2 separate regions of the Mus musculus genome follow, and region 2 is linked to region 1. A link is a contact called in public HiChIP or PLAC-seq data. All regions are on one chromosome and are shown on one strand. The core of a region is the stretch at or near the end of the contact, and the rest is flanking DNA. Distances in the headings are between cores, read along the strand shown. Region 1 overlaps Dab2 (disabled 2, mitogen-responsive phosphoprotein). Region 2 overlaps Fyb (FYN binding protein).

Region 1 (4,918 bases), core at 989-3,488:
CCTCTCACCCTTTCACCCAGCTAAAGTGCTTCTGTCCGTGTTGTATGTTACTGACCATTGAAACACCTGCTGTGGGAAACCCGTGTTGACGACCATGCAATATAACACACAGCGTTTGGACACCAGGCTGTACTTAACCATGAACAGCATTTGTTAAACATTGGCTGGTTTTCTTTTCTTTCTTCTTTGTTTTGTTTTGTTTTTTAATTTTATTTACTAGTTTTTATAGAGTCCTATATACCTCTGACTGTTCTGGTATTCATCATGTAGCCCAGGATGATCCCAAACTCACAGTCATCCTTCTGCCTCAGTTTAAAAAATACAGATCCCTGGGAAGATGAGACTTTGAATGTTAAACTCTCACCTGAAATGTCTGCTTTCCTCTATGACTGTCTGGGGAACTCTTTAGTTTGACTTGCTTCTAAATATCGGAAAAAGCCTCTTAGTTCAGGACTTTATATTCTGACTCTGTCTTGTACCATTAGCTCTCCCAGTGTATGCTCACTGCCAATTTATAACCTGTACAGATGCCTAGTGTATATCACTCAGGTATGATACAGTAGTCAATATTTATAAGAATGTCTTACCAGGATTCTTTTTGAGTGTACATTAACATAGTCTAGTTACCCAAATCAACAAGATGCAAAAATCTTCTTTTGTTTGTGTGTGTGTGTGTGTGTGTGTGTGTGTGTGTATGTGTGTGTGTGTGTGTGTGTGTGTGTGTGTGTGTGGTGTGGTTGCATGTGTGTCAAACAGTGTGTGGTGGGCATCAATGATCAACTCAATGGAGTCATTTTCCCCCTTCCATTTTTCTGTGGGTTCCATCTATTGGATTTAGGTCATCAGGTTTTCTGAGTAACCACCTTTCGCTGAGCCATCTTTCTGATCCACAAAAATCTTACTGTCTGACCTGGCCCTTGCAGAATAGACTGTCACAGTAGAATCATAAAGACAGAAGCAGTTAGGGAGGAAGTCAACAAGTGTGAGACTTTAGAGCCCCATCACAATGTGTTTTCTCAGAGGTTACTTCAAAGACAGTGGCACAGGTATTTGCGGCCACTGGTCCTGAGGTCTGGCTTACAGGTTAATATTTCACATGTCCTGTCCTCCAGCTGATCACGCACAGAGAAGCACGGTCCCTGGCCAAGACAAAGTGCTGGGCACTCAAAGCAAAGATGCTTGAAGTGCTTTCTTAAGTCTCCTGTACCCAGCTTTACTCCATGGAGTTCTCTGTGAGAACTGTAACTGATATGTTAAAAAGTCCTTGGGATTGTGAACTTTTGAAAATACAGGTTAAAGGATGGGGATTTGGGAACAGCAAATGACAAGAGAAAACCACATTGGAAGGAGAAAAACAAATTCAGTTCTGACCTCAACAGCTTATCATGGTTATGTTCTGTGTTGTTCAGTGCATTTATTATTCCTAAAATAGAAGCACCTTTTATATGGTTTTCAGGATAAAGGTTTTAGGATCTTGGTATATGCCATGCCCCGATGTCCACAATGGGTTGATTCGAGGATCCTCTCCCTCCCCCACAGTTCTAAACATTCTTTGATGTTCAAAATCCTACATACATGGTTTGCTTCAAGCCATCTGCTATGTTTCTTTAATGTATTTCAAATCATCTATAGAGTATTAATAATACTCTCTTAATAATGCAAATGTTAGGCAAATAGTTTTATACTATTATATTTAGGGAAAAGTAATTTTTTAAAATATCTGTATATGTTCAGTACAGGTGATTTTCTTCTGGCTATTTTTGATCAGCTTTTTTTTTAATTCACAGATGTAGAGCATTTGAATAGGGATGGCTGACTATATTAGATGTTTATACCATATTACCCTAAACTTTGAAATAAGATTCTCTACTATGTGTGGAAAGGGGCTACTGTCAAGTCCTTAACTCAAAGTTATTCTAGCATCTTGAGACTGAGCAAATTCCTGATTGTTCTGTATAATTGGAGTAAGAGATAGGTTAGAGGTGCAGGTCAGAGGACCTGTAAAATTGTGTCATGATGTTGCTTCAGAACCTTCCAGACATTAAGGAGTACCACTGAGACACCAGTTCAAGTCCTTCTGATGGAAAGGAAAAGCAAACAATTTTAAGGTGTCAGTTAGGGTTTTTTTTTCCCCCTTATAAAGCCTAGACTAATTATTGTCCACTGTGCTAGCTTTTCCAGGTTGCAAAATGCTATGAGTCAGTTTAAGGACAAGACAAACTATAGCTGACTTTTTTATTCATGCAGACGACATAGTCATTCAAAGATGACTCATGCATCCTTCCGTTGTGCATCTCTCTGAGCTTCTCAGAAACCAGGAAAGATGTTGCAAGCTCCAAAATCATGGGACTCCAGTGCTGCAAGGGGGCCATTTTCACGTTACTTCAGGGAGCCCTGTCTGGAGTCCAAAAGCCTAACTTAGATGCCTTCACGCGAGTGGAGCTGATCTTACTGACTTGCCAAGCTTCCTTCTTACCGTTTTCTGTTTTACACAATGCCTTAAGGAGCCCGGGATAGAGACTAACTTTTGATTCTTCAGGTTTTTTTCCTGCAGATATGTGCTCTTATTTCCCTTTTCTATCTTCTAATGAAGGAAACATACTGTTCTAGAAAACTGGGAGGGGGGGAGACCCTCTACTTAGAGATGACCCTTGTATATATCTTGGGGAATGCATCTGTAATCCTTTTCTTTTACTGACCACTATGTGTAGTTCCTAGATAATTTCTTCCTTCTTTAAACATAAGAACCATAGAATCATACAGCAAATGAAAGACTATATAAATCCATTTTCTTTCAGAAGTCCATAACAAAGTTTTTCCTCCCTATTTTCTCTTCGGGTACTATAACTATCCCTACACAGTAAAGGGTATATGATCAAAGGAAGCCAAACACCTTTAGAACAATAACAATGTCATCAAAGCTGTGCCTTATCTAAGCGTGGTGGCACAAGCCACTCATCACTTGTGTAGCTGAACCTGGATGGTGACAGTTTCAAAGCCCACAGCAAGCTTGAAGCCAGCCTGAGAGACTTAGTGAAACTTTGACTCAAAAATACTACAGTAAAAAGGACAAGGGAGCAAAGACAGAGTATCAGCAGAGGACTTTCCTGGAGTGTGGAGGGTTAATCTTTGGTGTTTCCTCTACACAAAGAGTTGTCTTTGGTGTCTGAAGCACAGGAATTGTTTATAAAAACACATGGCCAAGTAATTCTACTCAGCTTCTGCCCTTTCTAATTTGACCCAGGAAGCCAACCCTTGATATGGACACTGGCCTTGAGTTATATCCTGGTATGACTTGTATGTTATGACTAAATCCACATGCCAAGCCACCAACTGCTCCCTCTTAGGTCTATCAGAGTGCTTTGTGGAACTTCTCAGATTTCTTTAAAATAGTAAAACGTTGGAGTCAAAATTGCAAAATTGAGTAAGCTAAATCTTTAAAAAACAATGTTACATAGGTAAGTCTTTCCTTGTCAGAAATAATATCCTGTTGGAGGATGTGGCAGTGGGCTTCTGAGATGGGCAATAAACTCTGATATCTGACAGTTTCTCAGCCTATAATCCTACCTAGTTTGGATCTCTCTTACTTTGGCTATCCACATGATCACTGTTGAAGTCAACATCATGCTAACCTGAGCAAGGCAGATTGGAAAGGATAACCCACAGGTACTGCAGGTGCCTCCCATAAACAGAATAATATGCAGTCTATTCTGGAGAGCATCCTTAGGGCTCCTGTTCTTGGCCTAGGAAATTAAAAGTATATTAAATACAGATACACATATTAAAAAACTGATATATTTACACTGCTCCAACAGTCCAGGTTGCCATCCACATGACTGGCTCCCACACGCCAGATGAATCTTCCCCTTTCAAGGAGATTCTGGTCCTGAGGATTTGACAGACAAGCATAAAGTTGATCTATGGGAGAACTTGTGATCAGCATGGGTATTTAGAAGGGAGAAGGGAGAGCTTCAGAGAAGACCTACCCATCTTCAGGGACAAATAGGTACCTAAGGATGAAGGACAGAGGCACCTCAGCAAATGGGAAAATGTAAGGACATAAAGCAAAGGTCAGTCACAAAGAAACAGTGAGCTTGGAGCTTGCATCCACATGTGAAAGAGTAGGGGATGAAGATGATCAGGACTAAAATATTCAAGAGCGTTATATAGGATGCAAAAATAGCAAATCTTTGCTTAAATAAAAAGGGGGACTCCCACAGGAGATTTTCAAACCTTTTATTTTAAATTCATTTTCCTTAAGATTTATTTATTATTATACGTAAATACACTGTAGCTGTCTTCAGACGCACCAGAAGAAGGTGTCAGATCTCATTACGGGTGGTTGTGAGCCACCATGTGATTGCTCAGATTTGAACTCAGGACCTTTGAAAGAGCAGTCAGTGCTCTTAACTGCTGAGCCATCTCGCCAGCCCCCCCCCCTTTTTTTTAAATTTAGAAAATGTGTCATTTAGGGTGACAAAAAAACAAAACAAAACAAACAAACAAACAAACAAAAACAATGGCAATGGAATCCAGTAAACATAAGCCAGGATGCAAAGCTTCAAGAAAGGCATAGACATGTGATGCATAGGGTAGGACTACTCAAATGGATGGAAAGCAAAGCAATTGGGTGTGTCAGGAGACCATCAGCAAAGTGAAAGGAGAGTTAAGACAAACAGGCCTTTGAGGGTGGTAGAAAATGGGAAAAAGACACAAAGTAGCAATCTTTTCCTTTTACAAGCTTATTCTTGAAAGAATCAAGAGAAAATAATCCTAAAATGGTCAGGTTACACTAAAGTATTTTCTTTATTTATAAGATGATGTCTGAGCAAGGTTGGGGGAGAGAAGGGGGCCATGTGGGAGAATGAGCACTGGTGCTCCTTAGAAGAGGAACTTAGTTTCACCCCTGCTTAGTTTG
Region 2 (4,823 bases), core at 1,286-3,785, 210 kb after region 1:
GGTGGTCATCCCCTGGCACTGACATCTCCAAAACTACAGGGGGCTTCTTTGAAAGGGCTGCACTTTCACCAGAAGCCTCTCCTGGGCTCTATTCATGGACTCCAGCCCTGTCACACAGTGCTAAGTCTCAGATACTCTCCATGACCCCTTCAACACCCTCAGAACGAGCACCCCCTGGGTGACTCCTACACTACCGGGTTCATCTGGGAACACAAGGTACAACCTTGGCCACACCTGGAACACAGGTTCTATGTGCTGAGGGAAAAGCTTTCCAGACGATCTCACCTCGTGAGAGCTTCTGATGAACTGCTAATTTCTCAGCTCCAGCTGACCAGCATAAAGCATCCCAGCAAAGCAAAGGTTCTGGTATCTTATTAATCACAGCTGATTCTTCAGCTCCAGCTGACCAGAACTACAGATTCTTCACCAAAAAAAAAAAAAAAAAAAAAAAAAAAAAAAAAAAGCCCAGGAGAGTGTTTGCTTTCCTCTGAAACTTGACAAGCCAGGCCTCCACTGTCTGCACTACTTCTGACATTCACTTTTTCAAAGCTCCTATAGAACAGATCAGAGCTCTCAACGCTCAATGACCTTTCTAACCCAAAATTCCAAAGTCCTTCTACATTCCTCTCCAAAATGACATGGCCAGTAATACCTCTGACCAGGTACCAACTTATCTTGGTTAGGGTTACTATTGCTGTGATGAAAACTATGACCAAAATCAACTTGGGGAAGATAGGACTCATTTCACCAACAATGCCACATAACAGTTTATCATCAAAGACAGTGAGGACAGGAACTCAGGGCAGGAACCTGGACGCAGGAGCTGATGCAGAGGCCACGAAGAGTGCTGCTTACTGGCTTGCTATCCATGGCTTCCTCAGCCTGCTCTCTTGTAGAACCCAGGACCACCAGCCCATGTATGGCTCTCCCAGACTGATTATTAACTACGAAAATGCCTTATAGCAGAATCTTATAGCTGTGTTTCCTCAACTGCGGTTCCTTCTCTGATGACTCCGGCTTTTGTCAAGTTGACACAAAGCTATACACACTACAGTGATGTTAGTTAGGGTTTTACTGCTGTGAACAGACACCATGACCAAGGCAAGTCTTATAAAAAACAACATTTAATTGGGGCTGGCTTACGGGTTCAGAGGTTTAGTCCATTATCATCAAGGTGGGAGCATGGCAGTATCCAGGCAGGCATGGTGCAGGAGGAGCTGAGAGTTCTATGTCTTCATCCAAAGGCTGCTAGTGGAAGACTGACTTCCAGGCAACTAGGGTGAGGCTCTTATACCCACACCCATAGTGACACACCCATTCCAACCAGGTCACACCTATTCCAACAAGGCCACACCTTCAGATTGTGCCACTCCCTGGTCCAAGGATATACAAACCTTCACAAGTGACATTCCACTATAGAAGCATAATTTGATTTCACCTTATCCCCAGCATGATGTGTTTGTCTTTTGCTCATAATAGAATGTATTAATTACAAAATCACTTAATTGCTTCATGGTTACAATTTAGAACAGTGATTGAAAACGCATTGAGTTACCCATGATTCTTTTTAACATCATAATACTTCCACGGGAGTCTCAAGTTACTAAGTATGTATGTACAGCTTGGTGGGTCTTCTATGTGGGCTGCTATGTGTGTGCATATTAACATTACAGCCTTTCAGGCATTTGAGTCTAGAGATATTTGTTTGAAGACTTAAACACCCTTGTGAACACTCTGGTAGATTCTGCTACCAAATCAACATGTGAGCATCTACCTACTACTATTATTAGCCTAGTTAACATTATCTATATATTTATTTAAATATATTTTATTAGGCCTATAAATATTATCCTAATTAAAATAACTAGTATATATTCTCTTAAACATTTAATTTCCATATAAATTTTTTCTGTTCACATATATAAATAAAATCATATTTCTTATTTCTAGGTTTATTTTAACCTCTGGTCAATTTAACTCATTAAATTTAGATCTCTGAATTTTTTTATATGTTTACTTTTATTTTACATTTTAGTTTTATTTTTCGTTTTGTTTGAGACAGACCGTCACTATATACCCCTAGCTGGCCTAGAACTAACTATGTAGCCCAGGCTGACTTTGATGTTAGAAAGATCCTTCCGTCTCCCTCCGCCTCCGCCTCCACCTCGATTGCAGGCATATGACACCATAGTGGGCCCAGGATCCTAGCACTTTTAAAGTCTGTTAAAAGCCCTCCCCCAGACACCAGCTCCAGCAAAGCCTCTGAGTATGGCAAGCTTTTAGAATGAAATCGTCACAAATGGCTCAAACAATCTGAAAGTTGATAAACCCTGGAGGCCAGTTATCATTTCGTTGAGATTATGAAAAAAAATGTATTTGACAATAGATCCTCTGCTTCAGGGGCCCTCCAGACCACCCATAAGTGTAATGACTCATTAAAAGGACTCCCAGGTCTCAGGGTTCAGTTAACAGAAGAGGCTGGCATTCAATAAGGTTAAGAAGAAAGGACAGCCAGCAGGTGGCGCTATCTAAGCACGGGTTTCCAGGCAATTCCACAAGCATGAGAAGGGCCTACAGAAACCACCGTTATGAAAAAGCAGTGGGTGTCTCCAGCAGCTTCCATCAGGAACCGGTCTGAGGTTGGTAGAAACTAAGGTTTGCACAGGGACTAGGGGGACTGTCTCATGGTTTCCTTAGGCCTGACACCTGTCAGAAGACCTAAAAACCTAGACAAAAAGCAAGCATTGTTGATAAGGCCTCACACAGCAAAAATACTTTTATCAACTAGGCAACTTTTACAGCAGTGTATAATTATAAAGAAAATGTGTTCCTCTGTCAGTCATAGGCCAGACTTGATAGCATATTGTTCTAAAACCCAGCATGGGGCCTGCTGTGCTGACTCTCTGAAAACCTCATTGCTAGAATCTGTCCTGGATAAGGCTGTAGAAGGAAGAACAGATTTCAAAAGCTGTGGTAGAGCATGGGATGCTAGTCAACGTGCCAGCTTTGCAGGAATCACTAAAAAAGGCAACATGCTTGGAGTCTTTTTTGTTTCTTTGTTTTTTGAGACAGGGTTTCTCTATATAGCCCTGGCTGTCCTGGAACTCCCTCTGTAGACCAGGCTGGCCTCAAACTCAGAAATCTGCCTGCCTCTGCCTCCTAAGTGCTGGGATCATGGCTTTTTAATTGGCATGTGGCAGGAATTCACACCTAAGCAAGGAAGGCAATACTGGTGTGTATAACTGTAAAGCCCAGAAATGGCTGCCTCAGGGATGGCTATGTCCAAGAATTCAAGTAACACCAAGAATGACTCCCTACAAATACACACACACACACACACACACACACACACACACACACCTCAAACAACTTCCCTCTAAAACCAACAAGATGGCTGCCAACAGCCCGCCCAGTAGGCTTGGACTCTTGTAGGCAATATTGTTTCCTTAAGTTATCTCCAACGCCCACTGATAGTAATAAACCTTGAGTCGTTTATAATCTCCATCATATCAAGGCTTCCTCTTGCTACGTGGCTTATCTATGACCAGCCAACTTCATAAAAATAGATCCAACTTAGAAGGAACTTGGAAAGAACAAAAGAGGCTGGGTGCTTTCCATTGCCTGGGCAATCTATACTTAGAGCACTGTAAAGTTAACTACGGTGTGCAGAAAGGGGGGAAGTGGGAAAGTTAAGGACCTCTAGGAGCTTAGTCGACTCTTCAAAACAGAAAACTCTAACAGTCTTAAAGTCCCCAACCATAAATTCCACAATGAGGAAATATCTAGATGCGAAATCTCCCCCGCTGAAGGGGAAGTTAGATAAATACATAGAGGAAATGAAAGCAAAATGAGCCTTAGTCATGCTCAAGAGTATGGAGGAAATGGCTGGGTTGGGTTTGAGGCAGAAAAGTAGAAGAGGCATGTGTTTCTAAGCCTCTTATCCCACCTTCAGAGCACCCTTGGGATGCTGTTCCCTCCCTACTCAGAATCCATTCACAAGTCACAACCTATTGGGCTTTTAAAATATTCACTGGGACTGGAGAGATGGCTCCTTGGTTAAGACTGCTCTTAACCAAGTCTCTTCCAGAAGTCCAGAGTTCAATTCCCAGCAACCACATTGTGGCTCACAATGTGATGGGATCTGATGTCCTCCTCTGATGTGCCTGAAGACAGCAACAGTGTACTCATACATTAAAAAAAAAAAAAAAGGTGTGTAAAATAGTCACTCAATAAACCTTCAAGTCACTCCTCTGTGTCTTTTCTATTGAACTTCCGGGAAGGCCATGCACAAAACAGAGATCTCTGCTTCTATATGAAGCAAGGGCAGGAGAAACAGGAACTGACAGACAGATGGAAGACACTGCGGTGGGCAGTAAGGGTCAAGTGCTGAGGGAGAAAACAGGAAAGGAAAACGTGAGGGGTGTTACAGGCAGCATAGCGTTACAGCTTTAAACAGAGATGCGAGGGAGCAAAGATGCAAGGGGATGTGGGCGTTGGGCATAAAGCTGTGGGGGAGGGGCTGCTCAAGGCAGAGAACAGAAAGGCTGGAGTCTAAGGAGGAGGCGGGCAGAATTACACTAACAGCAGCAAGAGACACAATGGGGAAAGAGCCCGCTGTTGTAAGGGCTCTGCGTGCTGTGACAGTCTGCGACTGTCACGGTAAGTGAGATGCGAACCCCGATGGTTGCAGCACAGCACCAAGGTTTTTTGACTTTTGTTTGATTAAGGCCACTTTAAGTAGATGGGCAAACGCGGAGGCAGCACCAGAACCATTTAGACGGTGCAGAAATGCAGGCAATCTACCAAAGCATTCTAGCCAAGAT

What was found. HiChIP or PLAC-seq counts read pairs in DNA pulled down with a chosen protein or histone mark.
Region 2: a contact with region 1 is called in a CTCF HiChIP or PLAC-seq map of the NIH/3T3 cell line, with 7 read pairs. The contact joins two enhancer-like sites. A contact is called at or near these places in 1 of 15 datasets of contacts at CTCF or cohesin (the NIH/3T3 cell line), 2 of 484 Hi-C or Micro-C datasets (bone marrow-derived macrophages and nephron progenitors), 1 of 115 datasets of contacts at active chromatin or transcription factors (bone marrow-derived macrophages) and 1 of 9 other capture datasets (adipose tissue).

What each region holds. Positions count from the first base shown.
Region 1 is chr15:6,409,248-6,414,165 of GRCm38.p6, forward strand. The region is part of intron 1 of Dab2 (disabled 2, mitogen-responsive phosphoprotein); the gene reads left to right. Among named protein-coding and RNA genes, the nearest start is that of Dab2, 25 kb to the left of the region's middle. Within about 2 kb of position 2,239, at least 71 of the 459 cell types and tissues checked have an H3K27ac peak or open chromatin away from gene starts, as enhancers often do. A contact at or near this core is called in the NIH/3T3 cell line, adipose tissue and bone marrow-derived macrophages, where this site is marked.
Region 2 is chr15:6,620,181-6,625,003 of GRCm38.p6, forward strand. The region is part of intron 2 of Fyb (FYN binding protein); the gene reads left to right. The region is part of intron 3 of Gm2245 (predicted gene 2245); the gene reads right to left. Among named protein-coding and RNA genes, the nearest start is that of Gm2245, 32 kb to the right of the region's middle. Within about 2 kb of position 2,536, at least 91 of the 459 cell types and tissues checked have an H3K27ac peak or open chromatin away from gene starts, as enhancers often do. A contact at or near this core is called in the NIH/3T3 cell line, adipose tissue and bone marrow-derived macrophages, where this site is marked.